Linked DNA regions of Mus musculus: region 1 is linked to region 2. A link is a contact called in public HiChIP or PLAC-seq data. All regions are on one chromosome and are shown on one strand. Each heading gives the region's core, a stretch centred on a gene start, on an enhancer-like site or on the middle of the called end of the contact. The rest is flanking DNA. Distances are from core to core; before and after follow the strand shown.

Region 1 (7,382 bases), core at 700-3,199, 51 kb before region 2:
AGCTCCATCTACTGGATCCATGCATGTAACAGTTAATCTGTACTGCTAATGATCCTTCCCAATGGGCCTTGTTAGCACCAATACCAGGAGAGTGCAGGAGGTATTTCAAAACAGTAAGATCCTTACCTACATCTTTTCTTCCTGGTTTTTCAAAGCGCCTGTCACCCCTAAAAAGACAAAATAAATTTCAAAAACACCTTAAAAACAACATAGATTTCCTATCATGATACTCCTTTCCTGCAGTCCCTTTAGCAGCAGATCTGCCAGTTAGTATTTAGAAAATATAGGAAAGCAATGATGAGAACAAAAATTCCACCTGGCCACCTACCAAACCTTAGCTCCCAATGACTAGAATATTATTATTTTACCTGGAAACATTACAGACCATGTTATATATACTACCTTGGCAATATTTTCCCACATTTGTGGTTCTGAGTACTAAACCTCAGGGTGCTGAGCAAGACAGCCACCACTGTTACAACCTTAACCCTTCTACCCTTATTTTGAGATCAAGGCTCATCCTTAACTGTAAGAATTATATATTATGTTTTATTGTACAGAAATTTCAGGAAAAGCAGAAAAGGGATAAGTTCTGTGTTTTCAAAATGTTCTTTCTTGAGGGAAGGCCAGGGGCTAGAGAGGAGACAACACTCCCACCCAACTTCTGTGATTCTCTAGGTCACACCATGCAGCCCATTTTGGTCTGGAACTCATGATTCTTCTGTCTTGGCCTCCCAAGTGTTAGGATCACAGGAACACGCAACCCTGTACCACTCATGAAAGGAACGCGGTGTGCTTTGTTTTGTTTGGAGTACTGAGGGCTGAACCTCCCTAGAGAGCTACCAATGGGTTAGAATCCTAGCCATTTTTTTCCATTTTTATTTTGAGTTCAGAAGTTTGCTAAATTGTGCAGGATAGCCAGTACTCCAGAATCTCCTTCCTCAGCCTGTCAAATAACTGGCACACAGGCAAGTCCTATAGAATACCACTAGGGTGAGTTTTATAGACCAGCAAATGCTTAATTACATTACAATCTCAACACTTTAGTTACCTTTCTTCCCAGCTCTGTGATCTATGCATTTCCCTGCCACCTCCTCGCCCAAACACACCCTCTACTTCATCAAAACTTCTTTGGTAGAAACCACATTCACCTCTACCTCTGCCTGAAAATAAGAAAACAGGGGGAGGGGAAATAGTTAGAAACCAACATCCAACAAGTATGTTCAACACTGAAGGTTAATCTCTATGAAGTTCTATCTCTCTGTACACTTCAAGACGGCCACATTTAAGTATTTAGCAAGACATAATGGCTCTGATAGAACTGAACTGGGGTATGAAAAAAATAAACCAACCACTCGTGAAGGAATCCCAGTCCTGAACAATACACAGCACCAACAGGAAACTCATCAGTGACGAGGTCCACAGTGGCGTCTACCAAGGCTAGTACACCATTATAAATTGAATGTTTTCATGGATTGTTTTCAATAACTACTGGGGAAATCTTACTATGGGGAACTTCTAGAGAGAAACTCTAGTAGGAAGTGTCAATCACGATAAAATTCCTTTATCCAATTCCAGAAAAAAGATAGCAGAAGTGAACTGAACAACTGTAGGACTGCGAACTATATTCTTACAGGATAAAAAGAATCCTTCACTGAGGTAAGGAAAATTAGCAACACTAAAGTCATTCCGCAGAGTAGTTGGAGTATAGGGACTTAAAAGCTTTGCAAATCAAATGTTAGCAGGCTTCTAATGAAGGCCATCTGGTTAACTATCAACCTGTGACTCTGCTCAGAATCTATCCCAGTAGAAACATTTTTACAGAGTCAAGTGGGGTGGAACATGCCTATAATCTCAGCATTTGGGGCTGAAACAGAGAACTGACAGCTCAAAGCCAGCTTGTGTTACATCAAGAATGACTCAAAAAGCCTAAGAAAGATGAAAAGGACCGAAAGGGAAAGAAGAAAAAAAGAACAAAAGGGAAGGAGAGGGAGGCACTCACAAGTATGTAAACCATCATGCAATGCATACAGTTTCAACCAGTGATAAGACTTACTATAACCACTCACTGTTCAACCACATTATAATGGAGTTGAAAACTCTGAAGTAACTAGAGACTTATTTGTGATGGTGCTGGTCTAAAGAAATCTACTGAACTGCCAGTCACTTAAAAACATGGCATATTTGCCAGCATGTAGTACACAGTATGTGATTGTGACAATGAAAAGTTATTTATTTGAGGATATATTATATTTTCAAGTGTACTTATTTTAAATTTACTATAAAACAATATCCCATTTATACCACAAGCAACAGCATATATCTTGTAATCATTGTCTTTTAACTGTATCTGGAGGCCAAACCAAGTAAATAACCTAAACCATATAAGCCTGTGTAAATTATAATGTTCATATATCAATGAAAATAAAATAACCTAATGAGGCTCGCGTCTTGTTAAATAAGGCATGACACATATTTGTATGAAAACGAACACTTGAATTTCAAAACACTAGAAACAACCTAATAATAGTTGGCTAAATAAATTCTGATGAAACATCCCAGAACAATACAAATCCACATAACTAAGGCACTAATGTTAACTCAGACCTGTGCTACTGAATGACAAAAGCATACTCAAGTGGGGGGGGGGGGTGATATTGTGATGTTGTCCATACTGCTGCACAGCTAAGAGTGACTGAGACACATGCAGATATGTATGTAGCACGCACTTTCAGCTTTGGACATTCTGTAGTTTACTCAATGAACATGTGAACAGTACTGACACAAATGAAGAAACTAGAGGAGGCATGGGAGTTTGGGGTGCATTTATAACAAAAAATACCTTAGCAGCTATCCCAAACTTAACTTCTCCCATAGATCAAAATGATCAGAAGAAAATGATAAAGCTTTATTTTGTGTATGGTGCTAGGTACCAAACAGAGCACAATGCAAATGCTAGGCAAAAGCTCTACCACAAAAAATACACCTCTAACCCGAAAATAATATATTCTGAATGAAACATCCAATGAAGCAAGTGAATTCAAGTACCCATGCACTTCATCATAACCTATCAGGAACTGACTCAGATTACAGGAATACTTCCATGACTCTTACAAAATACTGAAAAAAATTATATAATATATATTAGGATATTCTCTTGACTAGACTAGTATCCACTTTGTCTATAAAATAAAAGTGAAAACTACAGTTTAACTCTAACAATCACAAAGTTATCTTCCAGGTTCATTACTTTTAAGTCAACCTAAAGTCAACTTACAGTTTAAGTAGCTTTCTCCCTCTGCCCTACATTCAGAATATGTATACATTTTATTTAAAATCCTAAAATAATTTAATAGTAACTACTCTAACGCGAAAATATTCCTCCACAACAGTGACTTTAGGATAAGGAACAAATCCTCTCCTTTTTCAAGATTAATTTTGTCCAGACTAGATAGATGGTCCAGCAGTTAACTGAATGGACTGAGTTTGGCACCCAGTATCCACACCACGTGGCTACAACTGTTTAATTCCAACTACAGAGGATCCAGTACCTTCTTCTGGTCTCTTACACCACCTGAACACAAATACACATTCCCACACATAAATGTAATTTTTAAAAATAGTATTTATTCCAGCACTTGGGAAGCAGAGGCAAGTGAACTTCTTGAGGTTCAGTCAGCCCAGTCTACAGAGTAAGTTCCAGGACAGCCACAGAGGCTACACAGAGAAACCCTTGGGGGGGGGGGGGGTAAACTCCAGAAAACCTATTCTGTAGAACCACTTTGAGAAAAACATTTTAGTCTTGACCAAAACCATTAAGTCTTGGAAGACTGGGGGGTGGGGGGTGGGGGGAGAGATCAAGAAAAATACATATAATGGATTTTGGGTTTTGCAATTCTGACTACCTCCAGCCCTGCTTGTGTGGTGGAAGCTTTACTGCTAAGTCAGCATTAGAGAAACCAGATTCTAGATTTTTCCACATTTAAGTCATCTATAAATGTGGTTCACATGCACAAGAACAAGCAGAAAAACATGTAATCAGCCTATTCAACTTGAAGAATTGTACTATTACCTGAAAGCTTACCCTATTCTTTAAGGAGAAAATATGCTTCCTAACAATGCCACTGGTACAATTGACAGTATATGTATTCTTTCTAACATCCAGACGACATAAAAAAGAAAGATAATGCAATAGTACATAGCCCCTTGTTCTCTTAAACATTACGAGGTCAGGATATCTTTAAGTCTAGAAACCAATAGATTTGCATATGAGTTTTTCCTTGAGTTGGAAAGAGATTCTACAATCCAAAGAAAAGTCACAGTAATCAATATTTAACCTGAGAGGTAAAATTAAGTAAAAACCCAAAGACACAAGTATTACAGGCCATTGTGACTATGGCATTCCAAGTATTTTCACAAAGGTAAGAGCATCCATTTGACAAGTTCTGTACCCTTCAACATTAGCACACTAATTTACTTGTATGTCACAACATATGGGCTTTATGCAAGCTCTGGTTACAAAAACTCTAACTTCAAAGAAACAAACAAACAAAAAGACAACTCATCGACCCCTCACTTGTTCCTTCTACCTGTTGTTGCTCTGGGGTACTGTATTTGTTAGGCGGGGGCCACAGGTTAGTTGTTGTTGCTCTAGAGGGTGCCTAATGTAGCTCAGGCTAGCCTTAAACTGTCAATATAACTAAAATTTGGGCCTGAACTACTGAGCCTCCTGACAGCAATCACCAAATGCTGGGATTGCAGGCGTACATTACCACACCCAGATCTGCTCCCTTCTAAATACGTAAGGTTTTTTTAAGGCCTACAGAGAACAGGTGGAGGATGTGTGTGGTCTGCACTCTTAATTAAGGAAACTTTTCTCTGGCTTGACCTGAAGAGCACAGGAAACAAAGCTTTCAGAATTAAATTTCTTCTCACCGCCTCCCACAAGAGGAAGCAAGGGAAATGTCCACAGGGAGACCAGACCCATGACCAGTCAGTCCCATTTCCAAAACACTGCCATATACCAATATGCACATCTCCCAGACAATGAGCATGTTGGCATGGCTTGTGATGAAGACATGCCTAGCTCTCACCAACTCAATGTCTGTGGCAATGTGGTTTCTTTGACGTCTACAACAATATTCAGGTTAAACAATATTCAGGTTAAAAACTACTGCTCTAGAAGCTGGAGAGATGGCTCAGCAGTTAAGAGCACTAACTGCTCTTCCAGAGGTCTTGAGTTCAATTCCCAGCAACCGTATGGTAGCCCACAACCATCTGTAATGGGATAAGGTGCCCTCTTCTGGTGTGTCTGAAGACAGCAACAGTGTACTCACATACGTAAAATAAATAATTATTTTAAAAAATATTTATGTTATGATTCAACCCACATACAGTTTAATGCTGAAGGAAGAATATCTATTACAAACATCAAGAATTATTTTTAACAGAAAGACAATGAATGCAAACTAGGGAATGATAAAAAACAAGCAAATCAGAAACTCTTTCTAAGAAAAGGCATAAATTCATAAAACCACACATTACACCAGTGGATGCTCCCTGCTTATATTTTGCTCTGTCTGCTAAGAGGCCTAGCCCCCGAGGTATTTCTCAATATATTCCTCCAGCTATGGTGATATGTAATGTGGCTCTTGGGAAGAAATGCTATACTGCTGAGAGCCCCACAGGGACACTTGTGCCTCAAGCAACCATAACCTTCAGGATGTTCAAGCCTCAACGTGCAAAACTTCAGGGATAAAGAATAGGAAAAATAATTACTCTTTAGAAGTTAACTGGGACTATCTCACTCCTTCTTGCTTCAGTCTATACAGCTAGAAACAAATTCCTCTCCAAAGCAGGGGCAGTAGAGAGGCGTCTCAGAAATATTGCAGAAAATAAACGTTCAGGCATTTGCAGTCAACATCAAAGAGCAGTTGGTTTCATGTTTCAATTAGGCACTGAAGTATTTACTGATTCCCTAGCCTCCTGCTCCTATTCCAGGGTTATTTTTGCACATAGCTCACCTCGCCCTCTTGAAGAACTTCGACCTCTAGGAGCCCCCACCACTGTTCCTCCTCCTCCTCCTCGTCCTGTCAATCGCAGGACAGCGGCACTATTTACAGACATGGAAAAGTTTCTCTGCCAAAAAATAAAAATAAAAATAAAAATAAAGGAAACAAAAGAAAATGGATAAAACACACAAAACTACATATTGTTTCTCCCCACCTCCCACTGCACCTATAAATGTAATGGTATCTAATTTCTATAAGCAATGGGAAACTGTAACTTTACAACACATAAAGATCATTCAAATCTAGTTATCTGACAATTTCTTTCTTTCTATCTTTGACAGAGTCTCACAATGTAGTACTGCCTGCCTTAGAACTTGTCATGTAGACCAAGCTGGCCTTAAGACGATTTCAAATTGACCTTTCAGACCAGCCAAGTTGACACCCACGTGTTACACAAAGCTAGGCTTGTTGAGGAGATACTATACAAAAAAACAAACTAAATGTACTCTACATATCTAGATGCAGACAAAATAAACAGAGCAGAGAAAGTTCTGTAAAGGGGACTAGGTTAAATTGGCACTTTTTAAGAGTATCCATTCTAACTGTATAGAGATCTGTGGAGTTTGAGACTGGACAAGTTTGGGTGACTATCATAATCTAGCTGTGGGAGGATTTTGTGAGTTCATTATAATAAAGTGCTTACATTTCATTTTTGAATGGCACTTAAGTCGCTTTAACTTACAAGGAGAAAAGACTGTCATTAAAAGGTAATATAAAAAGGAAAGATGTCCTTTCTGCCTGACTGTACTCAGCAATGTGGATTAATAACCCCAAGAAGTATTTACTAGAATGGGAAAATGTCAAGTAGAAATCTCTATGAGGTCAATCATCTGAAATTTGTGCATGTGTGCGTGTACGTGTGTGCGTATGTGTGTGAATGATGTGCTTAATGAGTGCTTAGGTGTGTGCACATGTGTACATGGTCACAATCATTTGGTACAAACCTGCAATGCACCCAGAGCCAATCTGGAATATAATCAAGTACAATTAGAGTAGGAAGTGGGTAGCCACTTGGGAAAGGGGATGGACAGGGGTTTTAAAGTATGTCTGTTAATACACCTGAATAAATTAAGAGGCTTAGGAAAAAGTAACAACAAGTATTGAACATCTCCAGATGAACTATTAAATATAAAATTCTGGATATGTAATAGAGAATTCTGCAAGAAGATTTAAACAAATTATTGTTAACAGATTAACTTAGCCTTGTACACCTAGAACCTAGTTCCCATTTGCACAGATGTGCACAGGTATAATACAATGAAGAAAGGAACCTTGGATACAGCGGCAGTCACTAGCCCTCCAGGCAAGGGA
Region 2 (7,343 bases), core at 525-3,024:
AAGCGGGAGATGATCAAGATTCTATAGGAGGCTTTGCTGTTATTAATGGGCAGCAGACTGATAGCTTTAAATGCAATTTCAGCTTACATACTTCAACTTTCAATCAATTTAAGGGACACAGCCCAATCATCACATCAAGAAGTATTTGTATATTTTTACTTAAGTATTTAGATGTCCAGAAGTGAGCGCAACACAAACAGAAATGTTTGTCCCTCAGCATTCACACTACATACTGTAGTACTTGTAGTCAAACAGAAAAGAAAGGAAAAGACAAGAATGGCAGCATACAGTACATAATCTCTTCTTCCCCAGCCACAAAACTCTAAATCCTTTGTCAAGTACCAAAAAAGGTATGGTCTTTTTCTTTCTAGCAAATCACCAACATCTTCAACGTTGGTATTTTTCCAGACATATGTCACTTCTAAATGTTTTCCTAGTGTCTTCTTATGTGACAGTGAAGTACATATCCCAGTCTAGGCAATCTAAAAGCTGCTACATTAGGGAAATATCATTAAATGAAGACAAAGTATATGTTCTAACCAAAAGGAAAAATTCTGCCAGTCAGAGCCACAAAAAAGGATGAAAACTCATGTACAAAAAGTAGGATAATAGTTTTTGTAATTTAGGAAGTCATTTGTTACTAAAGAGGAGTAACTACATAAGGAAGACTACAATCCCTGTATACAACACTCTGAAACATAATTACCTATAATTCAAGGTAGATGGGACTAGGTGGGAAGCCATCACTGATTGAGTCCCTTCATTTCTTAAGTTATGTTGGAATACTTACCTTCCTAATAGAACCACTAGGTGTGTTTAAGTGCTTTGACTTTCGAGAAAACTGGAGGTGAGGGGAGACCGTACTAGATAAATGCAAAGCAACGTTACTGCTTCCCAAACGCGGTCACACAATCAGCTCCTTTCACACCCTTCCTTACTTGCTGGCTTGATTTATATTTCAGCTACAAAACCAAAGTGTTCAAGAGTGCTTCGTGGGAAACTGCTTGCCCATTTCAAGCCGGTATGAACATTCGGGTCCCCGGGGCTGCCCGGGGCTCTACTTTCCCAAGCCTCTCAGTCCCAGGATCAGATCATGACTCCACCTTGCCTGGGGCCTGCTCAAGACCAGTCCTCCAGCCCTAGAAGCAGTCTTCCCCAGTCCAGATGCTCGGTGGAGAAGGCAAGGGCGCACCTCCCTGGGGCAGGTGCGGGCAGGAGCGCCGGCAGGAGCAGCTGTCGGCTCGCAGCAGCTGTTAGCCGGGGTACCCCGAGGCTGTGCGGGCGACCAGCCCCGAGGAGCGGGCAGCGGAAGGCGAACCCTCCGGCCTGACACTGCCCACCCCGCCTCCCGCCTCCTCTCCTCGGCTTCCCCCGCGATGCCACGGGGGCGAAAGCAGGGGGCTGCCCTCGGCCGGGACGCTCCCTGGACTGCCGGGACCCTCGCACGGGAGGAGGCTCCTGCTGACCTCGCACCTGCCCTGTCCCCAGGTCTGACGCCCCCAGCCGGCAGCGGCCGTGGCCGCTGCCGGGCAGCCTGAGTGTGTCCATGCGGCCGGCTCGGGCCGGAGCGGCGGGGACGCGACGGTGGGCGCCGGGCCACGGCAGCTCGGGGCGCTATGGCGGGGACTGGGCGCGGGATGGCCGCGGGCAGGGGAGACACACACCGAGCCACTGGTTACCTGCGGTCCGGGACAGGAGTCTCTCAGAACCCAAGTCAATCCTCAGCCTCAACAACACAAGATGGCCGACACGTCGCCACGCACGTCACGTGACCCCGCGCGCCGCGCCGCCCCCCGCCCCGCCTACATCCCCGCCTCACTCCCTCCCTGCTCTCCAGCTTCCCACGACATCGTTCCCTTCCTCGACGGCCTGCCCCTCCCCTCGGACACGCCCCTCCCTGAGACCCGGATGCAGGGCCGGGCGAGGACGGAGCCTGAGTAGCGCAGGCGCACAGTGGGGCCTTTGGCTGCATCTCCTATGGCCCTAGAGTTGAACTGGTGTCCCTAATTGGAGCCTGGCCAGAGGCCCTATGACTCACCGTCCGATGCACCCAATCCAGTGCCCGGTTGCAGTACAAAAATCTCCACATCATTTATGAGCTGGTTTTCCAAGCTAGAACTTTTCCACAGCATTTGGTCTAGCATTTTCCTGCCAGTTGGTCCATCATGGGGCAAATGGTAAAGCTGAAATTCAAAGCAGTTTCCTTTCTTATAGAACTGGAAATTCATCCTGGAGTACTGGAATGTGACAGCTGGGAAGGTTTTAAAAGTTCCTACACCTAGCCAGGCAGTGGTGGCTCACACCTTTAATCCCAGCACTTGGGAGGCAGAGGCAGATCGATTTCTGAGTTCAAGGTCAGCCTGATCTACAGAGTTCCAGGACAGCCAGGGCTATACAGAGAAACCGTGTCTCGAAAAACTAAAAAAAAGTTACTACACCCTTCCACTACATGTGGACCTACAACCCCCTTATATATACTGCCTTCCCATTTTAGGGTTGCGAGATAACGAATAGTAAACCCGGCAATACAGAATACAGGAAATTAATCTGCTGTCTTTCTGAAACTCATGTTTAGCTGGACATACTATATACTTTGATTTGCTAAACCTGGTACATCTACCATTTCAAGTCACCCGGGTCTTTCTGGGACCATTAGTCTTTTCCTGCCTTTCTACTACCTTTGGTGTTTGGGATCCACTCAGTTTCACACAATCACTGCAAAATATCCTCCAGCATTTATCATAGGTCTTCCCATCAACATAAACTTAAGTTTCAGAACACAGTGGCAGACTCCCAACCTAGTCGTTTGGGAGCCCTGGATTCAACACTTGGAAAAAAAATACACACACACACACACACATACATACATACATATATATATATATATATATATATATATACCAACTTCCTCCTCTGCCTCCCTTCCTGAGTCTTGATTCCCTTTCAAAGAGAGACTGTATAAAAGAGCATTAAATTCAGAGAATGATCATTAATCTTGACTGTGATCATTAATCTTGACTGTCAACATGATGGGATTTGGATTCATCATGGAAACAAATATCTGAGCAAATTTATGAGAGATTATCTAGATTATGTTATTTGATGTGGGGAAACCCGAGAGTAGGTAAAGTGGAAAATACCATTCCATTCCATAAGCTAGAATTCTATAGTGTATAAGACCTAAGTGAAAAAGCTACACAGAAACATTCAAAGGTTCCATCAGTCTCAACTTCCTGACCTTGGAAGCAATGTGACTACTCCCAAGGTGGACCATACTCTTGAATTGTGAACCAAAATAAGGCCTTTGCCTCTTAAGCAAATTCTTTTGGGGTATTTTATTACAGCAACAGGAAAGGTAGCTAATACATGGGGAGAGAACAAAGGAAAAGGAAAATATGGATGACACCAGATAAGTTCAGCAGCATGAAAGTCTGAAGGGCCCATTGAAGAGCTGTATTACTGCCAGCTTCCGGTGTTGCTGACCCTGATGAGCAAGGATATGCTCTCAAGAAAAGGTGTCTTTAATTTGGTTTGGTTTGGTTGGTTGGTTGATTTTTCAAAACAGGGTTTCTCCACAAAGCTCTGGCTGTCCTGAACTCATTCTGTAGACTAGGCTGCCCTTGAACTCACATTGCTCTGTCTGCCTCTATCTCCTATGTACTGGGGCTGAGACATGTACCGCCATTACCTGGCTCACAATGAAAATTTAAGCAGGAACTCAAAGCAGAAAACATGGAAAGGGTTGCTTACAAACTTGTTCCTAGGCCCACTTCTTACAAGTATTCTTAGACAACCCAGGACTGCCTGCCCAGGGATTTTGCTGCCTGCAGTGGGCCAGGCCCTTCTACATTAGTTAACAACCTGGGCAATCCCCTATCAACAAGCCCACAGGCCAATCTAATTTAGGCAGTTCCTCAATGGGAAACCCATTCCTCTCAGATGACTCTGGGCTGTGTCAAATTGACAATTAGGGTTAATTAGAATACTGCCTTGAGTTTAAACCACAAGAAGAGGCCCATGTGTGTGGCTTTTTCATCAACAGTCCCAACTGAAGCCTCAGCCAACAGCTAGCATCAACAGCCAGAAGAGTGAGTGGAAAAAACCACTAGAGGAATCTGGCCCTGCCAGTCCGGTCATCCCAGGGCACCAAAGCCCAAGACATCATGAAGGAGAGACAAGTACCTTCATGGCACTTTGTCTGAATTCCTGATCTATTGACTCCTTCAGCATAATAAAATGGACATTTGAAGCCATTATGTCTTGCAGTAATTTGTTTACAGCAACAGAGTCTGGAACATCATGATTATGGATTAAATTGTGTCTCCCAAAAAGGTAAGCTAAGACATCCTAACCCCCAAGTACCTCAGAAAGTGACCTTATCTGAAGACCGGTCTTCATAGGCTACTCAAGATAAAATAAGATGAGTTAGGGTAGGCACTAATTTAACATGCCTGGTGCCCTGAAGAAAATAGGGAAATAAAGCCAGGCCTATAATCTCTGTGCTCAGGAAGATGAAGCAGGAGGATCACTATGAGTTCAAGGTCACTCTGAACTATATAGTAAGACTGTCTTTCAAAACTCGTGGTGGTAGGGGAGCATTGGACAAAAATACACACAAGGAGATTATCATTTGAAGATGAGGGCAGAAGTAAGGGTGATGTTTCTACAAGCTAGTAACACCAAAAATTGCTGGCAACCAGTGAGAGAGGCATGGGACAGAGTTTCTTTCACCGCCACCGAAGTCAACCTACAAACAATTTGACATCCAACTTCCAAAACAGACTTGTCTTAGTTGCTTTTCTATTGCTGTGAAAAAAAAAAAACACACACACACACACACCATGAACAAGGCAACTTACTAAAAGAAAGCTTTTAACTGGACTTACAGTTTCAGAAGGTTATAGTCGATGATGGCAGAGCAAAGGCATGGCACTACGAAATGTTAGAGCTCACATCCCAATCCACAAACAAGAAGTTGAGAGAGGATGATAGAGAATATTTGAACCTGTTCCTAGTTGTGTTGTGGCTCAGTCCTTAGCATACTCCTTTAATCCCTCTGGCTGGAATACAGACACACCCTTAGTACTCACCTTTAATTCCAAACAATGAAGTTAAAGTGAGTTTGTAGAAAAAAACATGGGAAGCACCCATGTTTGAAAGTCATGTCTAATTGAGTAGCAGAAAAAGTGATGAATTGGAGAAAGAGTAGACAGAATAGGATCTGCCCAAGGAAAGAGAAGCTACTTAAGGGAGAGACAGACAGGACAGGAAAAAGAGTATAGTCCAGGAAACAGTAGAGTTCTTGGAGAGCAATGCAGTAGAGTTGAGAGGGAAAGTAGAGTAGCACAGAGAGGGAGAGGGAGGCAGTGTTACCAGGAGAGTTTTGGGTTGTTGGTTTTTTGTTTTTTTGTTTTGTTTTGTTTTGTTTTGTTTTGTTTTTGAGACAGGGTTTTTCTGTGTAGCCCTGGCTGTCCTGGAACTCACTCTGTAGACCAGGCTGGCCTCAAACTCAGGAATTTGCCTGCCTCTGCCTCCCAAGTGCTGGGATCAAAGGCGTGCACCACCAGGCCCAGCTACCAGGAGAGTTTTACAGAGACAGATTGAAGAGAGAACATGCTAGACACAGGTAAAGACAGAGAATGAGGAAGATTAGAAAAGATTGATAGTTAGTCTGAAACCAAGTCGAACAATTCAGAGGCAGAGAGAAAAGCCGATTGACTAAATCGACTGGGAGAGGAGGTTGAGTCAGAACAGCTGAGTTGAAAAAGCCAGCTAGAATTCAGAAAGAACAAGAAAAGGTGAGTGCTTTCAGTTGTAAGTTTCAGAGGCTGCAAACATTCTAGGCATAGAATAGATTGTACTTGAACAGAGGCTAGGAGTTTCCAGAACTATGCCTAGGTTAGCAGACAAAGGCAGTAAGCCTTGGAGATGACAATCATTCAGACAAATAAAAACCACTTTTACACAAGGACACACTGGGAATGGCCAAGTCTTTTGAAACCTCAAAGCCTGCTCTCAGTGACACACCTCCTCCAACAAGACCATATCCTTAATCCTTCCTGTGATGGCTAGTCTTGGTTGTCAACTTGGCTACTTCTGGAATTGACTAGAAACCCTACTCACCGGGCACTGTGAGAGATTTTTAGTTAATTGGCTTATTTAACATGATGTCTCAGTTACTTTTATATGGCCTATTTGAAGTAGGAAGACACACCCTAAATCTGTGCCACACCTCCTTGTGGAAAAGGAAGAAAGGTTTTTTGCTCTTTGCCTGCTTGCCCTAAATCTCACTTCACTGGCATTGGGGCCTATTTCTTTGGGATTTCCACATATACTGAAGACCAACTGAGACATCCAGCCTTATGGACTAAGCAGCTACTGAATTCTCAGACTTGGTGTTGGGAGACAGGCGTTGTTGGACTATTACAGGGACACAGCCTGTAAGCCATTGCAATAAACCCTTTTTAACTATATGAACTTATACATGTATATATTATATTTATATAATATATTATATATTTAAGTATATTTATATATAATATTTAAATTAAATATGTGTTTGCATTTTATTTCTTCTGTTTGTTTAGGTAACTCTGACTAATACACTCCCTAAACCATCCCACCAACTAGATACCATGTATTAAAATATATGAGCCTTTAGGGGCCATCCTCATTCAAACTCCACACATGATTAATTTAAAATATCTGTTTTAGGGCTGGAGAGATGGCTCAGCAGTTGACTCACTGACTGCTCTGCTGAAGGTCTTGAGTTCAAATCCACGCAACCACATGGTGGCTCACAACCATCTGTAATGAGATCTGCCACCCTCTTCTGGGGTGCCTGAAAACAGCTACAGTGTACTTGTATATAATAAATAAATAAACCTAAAAAAATATATTTGTTTAAGCCACTTTGGTTATAACAGCCCTAGTAAGCTAATGCAATCATTATAAGGGTGAAAAAGACAGGGTCAGAGGTAATGTGAGCTGAGGCTCTGAGTGTTTGGAACCCCAGGTAACTGTCTGTACTCAGCAGGGAAGTAAGAAGCTCATACCTTTGGGAGGAAAGGATATTGTTGATAGAGAGAGATGTCTGGTACATTAGACTAGAAGTAGCTCATCAGAATCAGGAAAGGACCAGTTAGTAGTGCCAACTAGAGGTGGGTCAAGAGGTATGGAGCTGATGAAATTGTCTTGGATTTAGTACCTAGAAATGTCCAGACAAGAGGAACAGAAAGTTAGAAAAGAGATGATAAGATGAGGTCTGGAAAGTTTAAAAGTGGAAGCAAAGGGAAGCGAACTGTTGGTGCAGAGGCCAGTAGCCACTCAGATTGGGACCTGCT

Evidence for each region. HiChIP or PLAC-seq counts read pairs in DNA pulled down with a chosen protein or histone mark.
Region 1: a BATF HiChIP or PLAC-seq map of CD8 T cells shows a contact between it and region 2, with 12 read pairs. The contact joins the enhancer-like site here to the promoter of Gigyf2 in region 2. A contact is called at or near these places in 10 of 39 promoter capture datasets (the 3T3-L1 cell line, 3T3-L1-derived adipocytes, cranial neural crest and 6 more), 1 of 15 datasets of contacts at CTCF or cohesin (CD8 T cells), 2 of 484 Hi-C or Micro-C datasets (the G1E-ER4 cell line and Th1 cells), 16 of 115 datasets of contacts at active chromatin or transcription factors (the 230-238 cell line, CD8 T cells, the HPC-7 cell line and 11 more) and 4 of 9 other capture datasets (adipose tissue, embryonic stem cells, liver and 1 more).

What each region holds. Positions count from the first base shown.
Region 1 is chr1:87,372,753-87,380,134 of GRCm38.p6, reverse strand. Gigyf2 (GRB10 interacting GYF protein 2) reads right to left here. Exons shown (of 29, transcript NM_146112.4): 6 at 6,024-6,138; 7 at 1,052-1,163; 8 at 127-167. Among named protein-coding and RNA genes, the nearest start is that of Kcnj13, 18 kb to the left of the region's middle. Within about 2 kb of position 1,949, at least 15 of the 459 cell types and tissues checked have an H3K27ac peak or open chromatin away from gene starts, as enhancers often do. A contact at or near this core is called in CD8 T cells, Th1 cells and memory CD8 T cells, where this site is marked.
Region 2 is chr1:87,321,429-87,328,771 of GRCm38.p6, reverse strand. Gigyf2 (GRB10 interacting GYF protein 2) reads right to left here and starts at 1,774. Exons shown (of 29, transcript NM_146112.4): 1 at 1,680-1,774.